Regions from separate parts of the Mus musculus genome. Here region 1 is linked to region 2. Evidence: chromatin contacts called from public Hi-C data. All regions are on one chromosome and are shown on one strand. Each heading gives the region's core, a stretch centred on a gene start, on an enhancer-like site or on the middle of the called end of the contact. The rest is flanking DNA. Distances are from core to core; before and after follow the strand shown.

Region 1 (3,717 bases), core at 152-2,651, 350 kb after region 2:
GTATTAACTAGTTACTGCTCAGACGCCAACATCAGGCACTCTTACTATTGTGTCTCAGAGAAGCATGGTAACTTGCCTGGAGAAGCTGAGTTGTAATTCTAGCCTACATGGCTTGGCTGTGGCAAAGCTCCCTTCCTTCTAATATCTCCATTACTAAGACCTTCATGAAGAGCTACATCGTGAGCTGGGTCACACCTTCTTTCATCTTCCCCATGCCTGTCTCACGAGTGGGTTCTGTCAATTCAGTACCTGTGGCTGAAGCAGATGCTGTGGCTGAAGCAGATGCTGTGGCTGAAGCAGATGCTGTGGCTGAAGCAGATGCTGTGGCTGAAGCAGATGCTGTGGCTGAAGCAGATGCTGTGGCTGAAGCAGATGCTGTGGCTGAAGCAGATGGGACAGTATCGAAAGTTCTGCTAACTTAGGCATTGAGCAGAAAACTATGTTCAAGACTATCCTGTATTACACAGCAAAACCCTGTCTCAAAAAAAAAAATAATGCTAGTATGTATTGTTAACACATATCATGTCTTCCTGACCCTCTCGCAAGTCTGCCTATGACTTAGAATGAAATTTGTGTCACATTGTATGGGAGCCCCTTATGGAACTTAGGTTAAGGTAGAGGTCGGCAAATTTTGGACAGAAGGCCCTGTCCTTTCCACTGCCAATTTTGGCACAGCTTCTGAGTTTTTATACGGCCTCTCGGATTATACAAAATGTTATTCTGAATATGGGATCCTTCCTTCTCATTAATGCAGACATATTTTGAAGGGTGTATGCAGTTATTATTAAATTTAAAATGTCCTTAATAGGATTGTGGATGGTGATTCTGTTACGTGAGTTTGAACATGATATCTTTGATGTTATCTATTGCCCTGCAAAACCTAAAATATTTACTCTCTGGTGATAGGTAAATATTTAGGTAAATATTCTAGCTTTATAGAGAATACTTGCTATCCCTGCTTAAAAACACAGCAAAAGCCAGCCTAGGAATCTTCTGTGCTTGCCCTCGGCCAGGGGCTGCTGTGAAATGAAGGTTTACAGTGGCTCAGACACTGGGTTTAGTCCCTTGTTCCAAGTCACTTTTAGTAGTCATAGCAACTCTAAAGGATATAAGATCTCATGATGACCATTTTACAGATTATAGACACAGCCCAGAGATGATAAGGCTTTTGCCTACAGTTGCACAGCTTTTCAATATCATTTCATTCCAAAGCCCAGGTTAGAGCCTTGGCACAGACAGCATGTGCCCTGAAGGCACTAGTATTCAAGTTGAAAAAGGAAAAGCGAGGTGTAGGTCCTGAATTTCATTTCCAAATACTAGGGAGAGATTGCACTTGAGTCTCTGCTTGCCTCAAGCTTTTGACCCCAGAAATGTTATGCAATATTAACAGACTAGACTAAGTCAGAGGTTCTGAGAGTGACCTTTGGTCTCTATGTCAGCTCTGGACATAATGGCTATGGTTTGTGGTGTTAGAGTTGCTGAAAGAAATGGTGTTCTCACTCGTGAAGCTCCTACCTAGGGCAGTCTCAAGCCTTCTAGGTTGGTAGAGAGGTGGTGACAGAGAAATGGAATCCAGCCCCTAACTATGTCGGCCAACTCTGTCCCAGAACTGTTCACACATCCTAGATTTTCGAGGTCAGCCCCGTCACAGCAAGGCTCACACTTGGAGCTCTCATGAGACCGTACTGGAACTCACGGACGCTTGGATCTTGCTCCAGCTGAACCAGCGTTCTCTTTCACTAGGGTGTCACTGCACCCTGTTTGTAGGCCAGGGTGCTGCTTCATCTTTTCATGTTTGTTAGAGCAATCACCTCTTCCTGGAGTCTGGGACAATATCAGCTGTCAGGGATTGATTATCTTGTTTCTCCCAGAGGTTATACACACAGCCTGCTCACCTATAACCCTGACGTGGATCGTTCCCTTAGAGAAAAACTACAGGGTTTCTGATTTTCATTTTTGAGCCTCTGATCCCAGCACAGGCCACTTAGTGTGATGCCAACTTCATCTGCTGCCCAAGGGAGACAGGAAAGTGGCAGCTCTGTTGCCCGTGATGCCAAGCCCTGAACACACCCTCTGGGTGTTCCGGCTTTGTGTTGGCTGCTGTGTGGCCAGGAAAACACAGGGGCCGCAAGCAAAGGCCAAAGCACACTTTGATAGGTGTCCTGTGATTTGACTCCCTGGTAACTAGGTAAAATTAAAGCCCAGACTTGCCAGGGGGTGGAGAGGCAAGCCCTTTAGTTTCCACTTTCATTCAACTGGGATCAGTGGATGTGAGCTTTTGGTTGCAAAACCTATGATTTAAAGCTTTTGCATTTTTTCCTTTAAAAAATTAATCTAAAACTTCTAGGAGCCTGGGCTTTTGTTGTAGTTCCTCAGTAAGAGACCACTGTACTCTGTCTTCTTATAACCGTAAGAGTTGTAGTTAGCTTCTCTATGCCTTGATTTTTATATGGGCCAAGCATGTTAAAGTCACTTCTAGGTTGTGGAGAGAACTCTGTCAGGGAAGTAAGTGCTTGCTGTACAAGCATGAGGGACTGAAAATGATCCCCAAAACCCATGCTAAAAACAAAATATCGGGTGTGAGAGAATGTGTTTGTAATCAAAGTGCACAGGTGGCAAAGGCAGGCATCCATGCTGGGCTTTACTGACTAGCCAGTCTGTCTAACTGTGAGTTTCAGGCCAGGAAGAGTCCCTGTTTCATAAAACAAGATGAATGTTGCCTAATGAGTGACATCAAGACTGACATCAAGCCTCTACATGCAAACATTCACAGACATCCACAGAAACATAAACACACGTACACACACAAATATAAAAAAGGGCATACTTTGTTGAACTGTCTACTGCTAGGAAATTAGGATGACTTGTTTCTTAACTCCCTGGTTCGACATTCTAGACTCTGGGAATTGGGTCCATATAATGGACCTAACGTGATAGAGTTATTTTAAGGATCAAATCACTTAAAGTTGCAACAGGACCTCTGCATGTATTGAATGCTGTGAAAGTGTTTTGGTGTGTAAATAGGATATTGTGTAACATAAAATATAGCCCAGGATGTCTTTTTTAGAATCTCTTGTAGAAGATACTGTAGTTTTGTTGACTTTAGTACATTTACTTTCTACTGGGATTCTTGTAGTTTCTGCCAGGTACCTAGACTTCTGATATATGGAAGTTATGCTGTGTCTACACTGAATATTCTGTGTGAGTAGTGTAAGACGGTCAAACTGTGGGAAGAATGTGGCTCCAGGCATATAGCTGTGTCTGGTGGGTGGCTCAAAGCCTTGAAGGCCACCAGCAATGTCTTGGGAGCTGTGGTGGAAGCTACTGAGGAAATGAGGCAAATCAATAGCAAGACCTCGATAGCTTTAAGATATCTGTAAGTGCAATGAAGAGGGCTGTCTCCATTTTAAGTTCAGGTCTTCTCTGAAGATGCAGATAAAAGCTAGAACCCTCTCTGATTTATAAAGAAAGGCTTATAATCTTAGAAGTCTGGTAGGGTGGATAATAAGATGATTCCATTTAGTCCAGAGAATGACATTCATTTGCTGTATTTTCAGTTTTAAATGAGTATGTTTATTAAATATACAGTAAGCCAAAGTAACAGAACAAATAGCAAGTGATAGAAGGCAGATGATAGCTAGATGGTTAAGTGCTCAATAAATTGATAGATGATTGGTAGGTAGGTAGATAGATAGATAGCTGATAGATAGATAATAG
Region 2 (3,601 bases), core at 716-3,215:
TAAACACTTCTTCTTGACTGCGTTTTCATAAGGCTGTATGGACAAATACAGAGGAGTGTTGCACTTGAACCCAGGTCCCGAGTTTGCTCACATCTTCTTTAGGTGGAGGCTCTTCTCTCTAACATTCTCTCTCATCTGGCCTAGCATGTGCTCACTTTGGGACTCACCACTGCCATTCGTTGTAATTTTACGTACACCTAGTGGTTTGGGACTGCTTTTCTCTACTGCATCCATAGTGTGTTTATGATGAATTATTTCTTGAGTGAGTGATATATAACGCATAGATGATTAAGATGCCCTCCCTGTTCTCATATAACCTCCTCTTGGCTGGGTAGACATGTATGAGCAAGCACACAGACTGTAATTGCTGCAGTTGTTAAACATACACTGTTGCTGGACACTGAAGACGGTGCCTGTATTTTAAATGTGCAGAGGTCAGGAATTATAAATGTTAGATTTTGGTAATAGGCATTTGCTTGCAGATAACAGTGACTTTGGATGCCCCATCTCAAATGATGTGGTTGTTAGTTGATTAGCTTATCACAGGTCAGGTGAAATAAAAATAATGCTCGACACCTAGTCTACTAATCTGGGGAAATACAGGCAGCATGGCTATGAGTCTTCTGTTCTGTGTTTAATATGTGTTTGATGGATGGTGTCTGCCTTAGTGTACAGAACTAATATTTCCTACCTGTACTCATTGAGGGTGACTGTGTGACCCTCTAGCCCTGTTTGACATGGAAAATAGAGAAGACCACTGAGGGCAGCTGCAGCCCATACCTAAACCGTGGGAACCCTGAGATGGTTCTTCTGTTAAGAAAGTCCTTGTCTCCTGTTATCGTGGGGCATGCTGTTGGGTGATGAGCCCGTAAGTTATCCTCTCCGCCAACAGATGGTTCATCCCAGAGCCATCATGTCTTCAAACTACCCGCTCCCTATTGATCACAGACTTGGATAAAAGGCATTTTATACTAGTCATTAGGATGAGAATCAAGCTCAATGATGAAACTCGGTGTGCTGTTTTACCAAGACCCTCCATATCAAATTTTCTAGAGGTTGTAGAGTTAGATAAGAGCCAGGAGAACAAAGTTATACTGGTGCTTTAGGGACCTTCATGGATAACGTGACCTCTCTGTGAGTTCCTCTTTTGCCTGAGTTCATCTGTAATGTGGTGAGGGCCCGCCTGGTTGCCCAGTCACACAATGACGAACCAGAGCAGAGGCTTTGTGTGCTAAAACCTGTCTCAGAGTCTCTCTCATCTCTGAATCTCTTTGGCTTCTGGATTTTCTTCTCTCTCTAAAATTCAGTCATTCGCATCATGGTTTAATTATTTTATGTAGCAACGTATGTCTGAGTAAGCTGTTTGTCTCTGCCATGTGGCTGTGATTGACTTGTTGATAACTGTCTGAGTGTCAATTAGATGAAGTATGTGCAAAATCTGATTTTTTTTGATCTGTTGCATATTTGCAAGGAAATTCTTGGTTATAATGAATTACAAATCAACATCTCTTTTATTCTCCCTCATACTCTGTCAAGATAAGACATTGGCTATCCATTTCAAATAACAACTGTCTAATCAATAATTGTGATATTGCTAAATTATTAATGAAACAGGAGTGAAGTATGTTGTAATTTTTTATTTGACTTGGCATCTTCTTATATTTCTCTGTAATTGATCCTGAGCTGTTAGATCTCGATCTGTGAGGATAGTTTGGAGAAGGCAGAAGCCATAATTTCTCAGTGGGCAGGAAAAACAAAGACAACATTTGCCTGGGGTATTTAGAATATGTTGTAGCCTAGATTTGTAATTCAGGCTTGCTCCCACAGAGACTGGGAAATTATTTCCTCATGCAGAGATGAACTCCTAGACATCTGTTATTCGAGCCTTTGATTTAGTGTCACCAAGTGACTTTGGGGACAAAGATGATCTTATTCCTGAGATTACCTGTTTGAGCCCAAGGTTGGCGGTAACAGGTCCAGGCTTGCTACACATGTAATAACGTCATGTGTCATGTTTGTAATACTTACTGACTGTCCTGGAAACTATACCGTCAGTGTTAATTGGGGATTGTTTGAGGTTCACGGTTGCTTTCAGAGGCTTATTTATTCATCAGTTTATTTGACTCTCATCTCAATTTTGGTTTTGTTAATGTTTTACCATCCTTTGAGGGAAGTGGAAGGCAGAGAAGCACCTAGTCATGTATATTTGTTTATAGTGAGTGGAGCTGAGTTCTAGATATCCTGTGGTTCCTCAGTGCTCAGAACTCAAGTCCTATTGCATAGGGTTTTCTGATGTCAGACCATTGAATCTGGGCAGGCAGGGAGCCAAGAGGATCTTGTGTTTTTACAGCTGGTAGAGGGTCACCAAAGTGTGGGCTCTTGTGAATGTCTGGACACTGAGCCTCCAGCTTTATTCTGTCTTGAGCCTTCCTACAATGTCTTCCTATTGATCTCGGAATTCAGAATTTTGGGATTGAAATTTCAGGAAGGGTTGAGAAGCTGATAAAGTGGGCACAACATGATTTTTGGTTTATTGCTTTGGTTTTTTGAAATAGTGGTTTGCCATGGGCCAAGGCTCATCTGTAACTCCAGGTCCTTCTGCCTCCACTTCTTCAGTTCTGAGAAAGCAGCTGTGTGCCAGCATACCAAGCTGGCATCATTGTTTGTTTGTTTGTTTGTTTGATTGATTGATTGATTGATAGTGTGCTCTGTGTGTGTGTTGGTAGGCCAGAGGTCAGGGTTGGGTTTTAAATTTTTCTCCTTTTTTTGTAGTTTTATTATTTTTTAAAAACTATTTTATTCATATGAGTGTTTAGCCATGTATGTGTGCATAGCACTTGAGTGCCTAATACCCGCCTCGGCCAGAAGAGGTATCAGGTTTCCTATAACTAGGGTTCCAGATGGTTGTGAGCTGCCATGTTTTGAGCTGGGAGTTGAACCTAGGTCCTTGGGAATAGAGGCTAGTGCTCTTAAATACTGAGGTATTTCCCCAGTTCTGTTTGTCTTTTTACTTTAATTTGATACAAGGTTTAACCGTGTAGCCCCTAGTAGTTACAGAGTAATAGAGATTCACCTGTCTCTCCCTTTTTAGTACTAGAATTAAGAGCAAGTTCCTGGGAGAGACAGGAGTCTAAAATTCACTGATTGGCTAGGTTGACTGGCCATTGAACTTCAGGGATCTGCTTGTGGGGCCCTCCCAGCACAGCATTATAGGTGCATGCCCCGTATACTGCCTTAAAAAAGATGAATGCTAAAAATCTTTCATGATTGCAGAGTGAGTATTTTACTGATGAGGTCATCTATCTCTCCAGTTCACTAGTGATAACAAACAAACAAAACCATAAGGCAAACTCAGAACAAAACGGGTAAGCTACTCTTACCAGCATCAAGCCTTCCTTTATGGATGACTGGTGTCTTCAATGCATCTTCCTGGATGTGGTCCACAGATGTCTGCATAGCCACCCCTCACTCCTTTCCTCTCAGCGCAAAGGACTGCGATCCCAAGTTTGGCTAGGATGTGGCAAAGCAGCCGAGAACATCATCTGTTCTGCTTCTCCCTGCCATACATAAACAAACATCTTTTTGATTCTTCAGCTAATCT

What was found. Hi-C and Micro-C count contacts between places; a contact is called where the count stands out from the background.
Region 1: a Hi-C map of liver shows a contact between it and region 2, with 2.1 times the contacts expected there. The contact joins two enhancer-like sites. A contact is called at or near these places in 2 of 484 Hi-C or Micro-C datasets (both in liver), 1 of 115 datasets of contacts at active chromatin or transcription factors (embryonic stem cells) and 1 of 9 other capture datasets (embryonic stem cells).

Annotation. Positions count from the first base shown.
Region 1 is chr14:12,103,095-12,106,811 of GRCm38.p6, forward strand. The region is part of intron 6 of Ptprg (protein tyrosine phosphatase, receptor type, G); the gene reads left to right. Among named protein-coding and RNA genes, the nearest start is that of 3830406C13Rik, 180 kb to the right of the region's middle. Within about 2 kb of position 1,402, at least 15 of the 459 cell types and tissues checked have an H3K27ac peak or open chromatin away from gene starts, as enhancers often do. A contact at or near this core is called in liver, where this site is marked.
Region 2 is chr14:11,757,221-11,760,821 of GRCm38.p6, forward strand. The region is part of intron 2 of Ptprg (protein tyrosine phosphatase, receptor type, G); the gene reads left to right. Among named protein-coding and RNA genes, the nearest start is that of Gm52128, 190 kb to the left of the region's middle. Within about 2 kb of position 1,966, at least 4 of the 459 cell types and tissues checked have an H3K27ac peak or open chromatin away from gene starts, as enhancers often do. A contact at or near this core is called in liver, where this site is marked.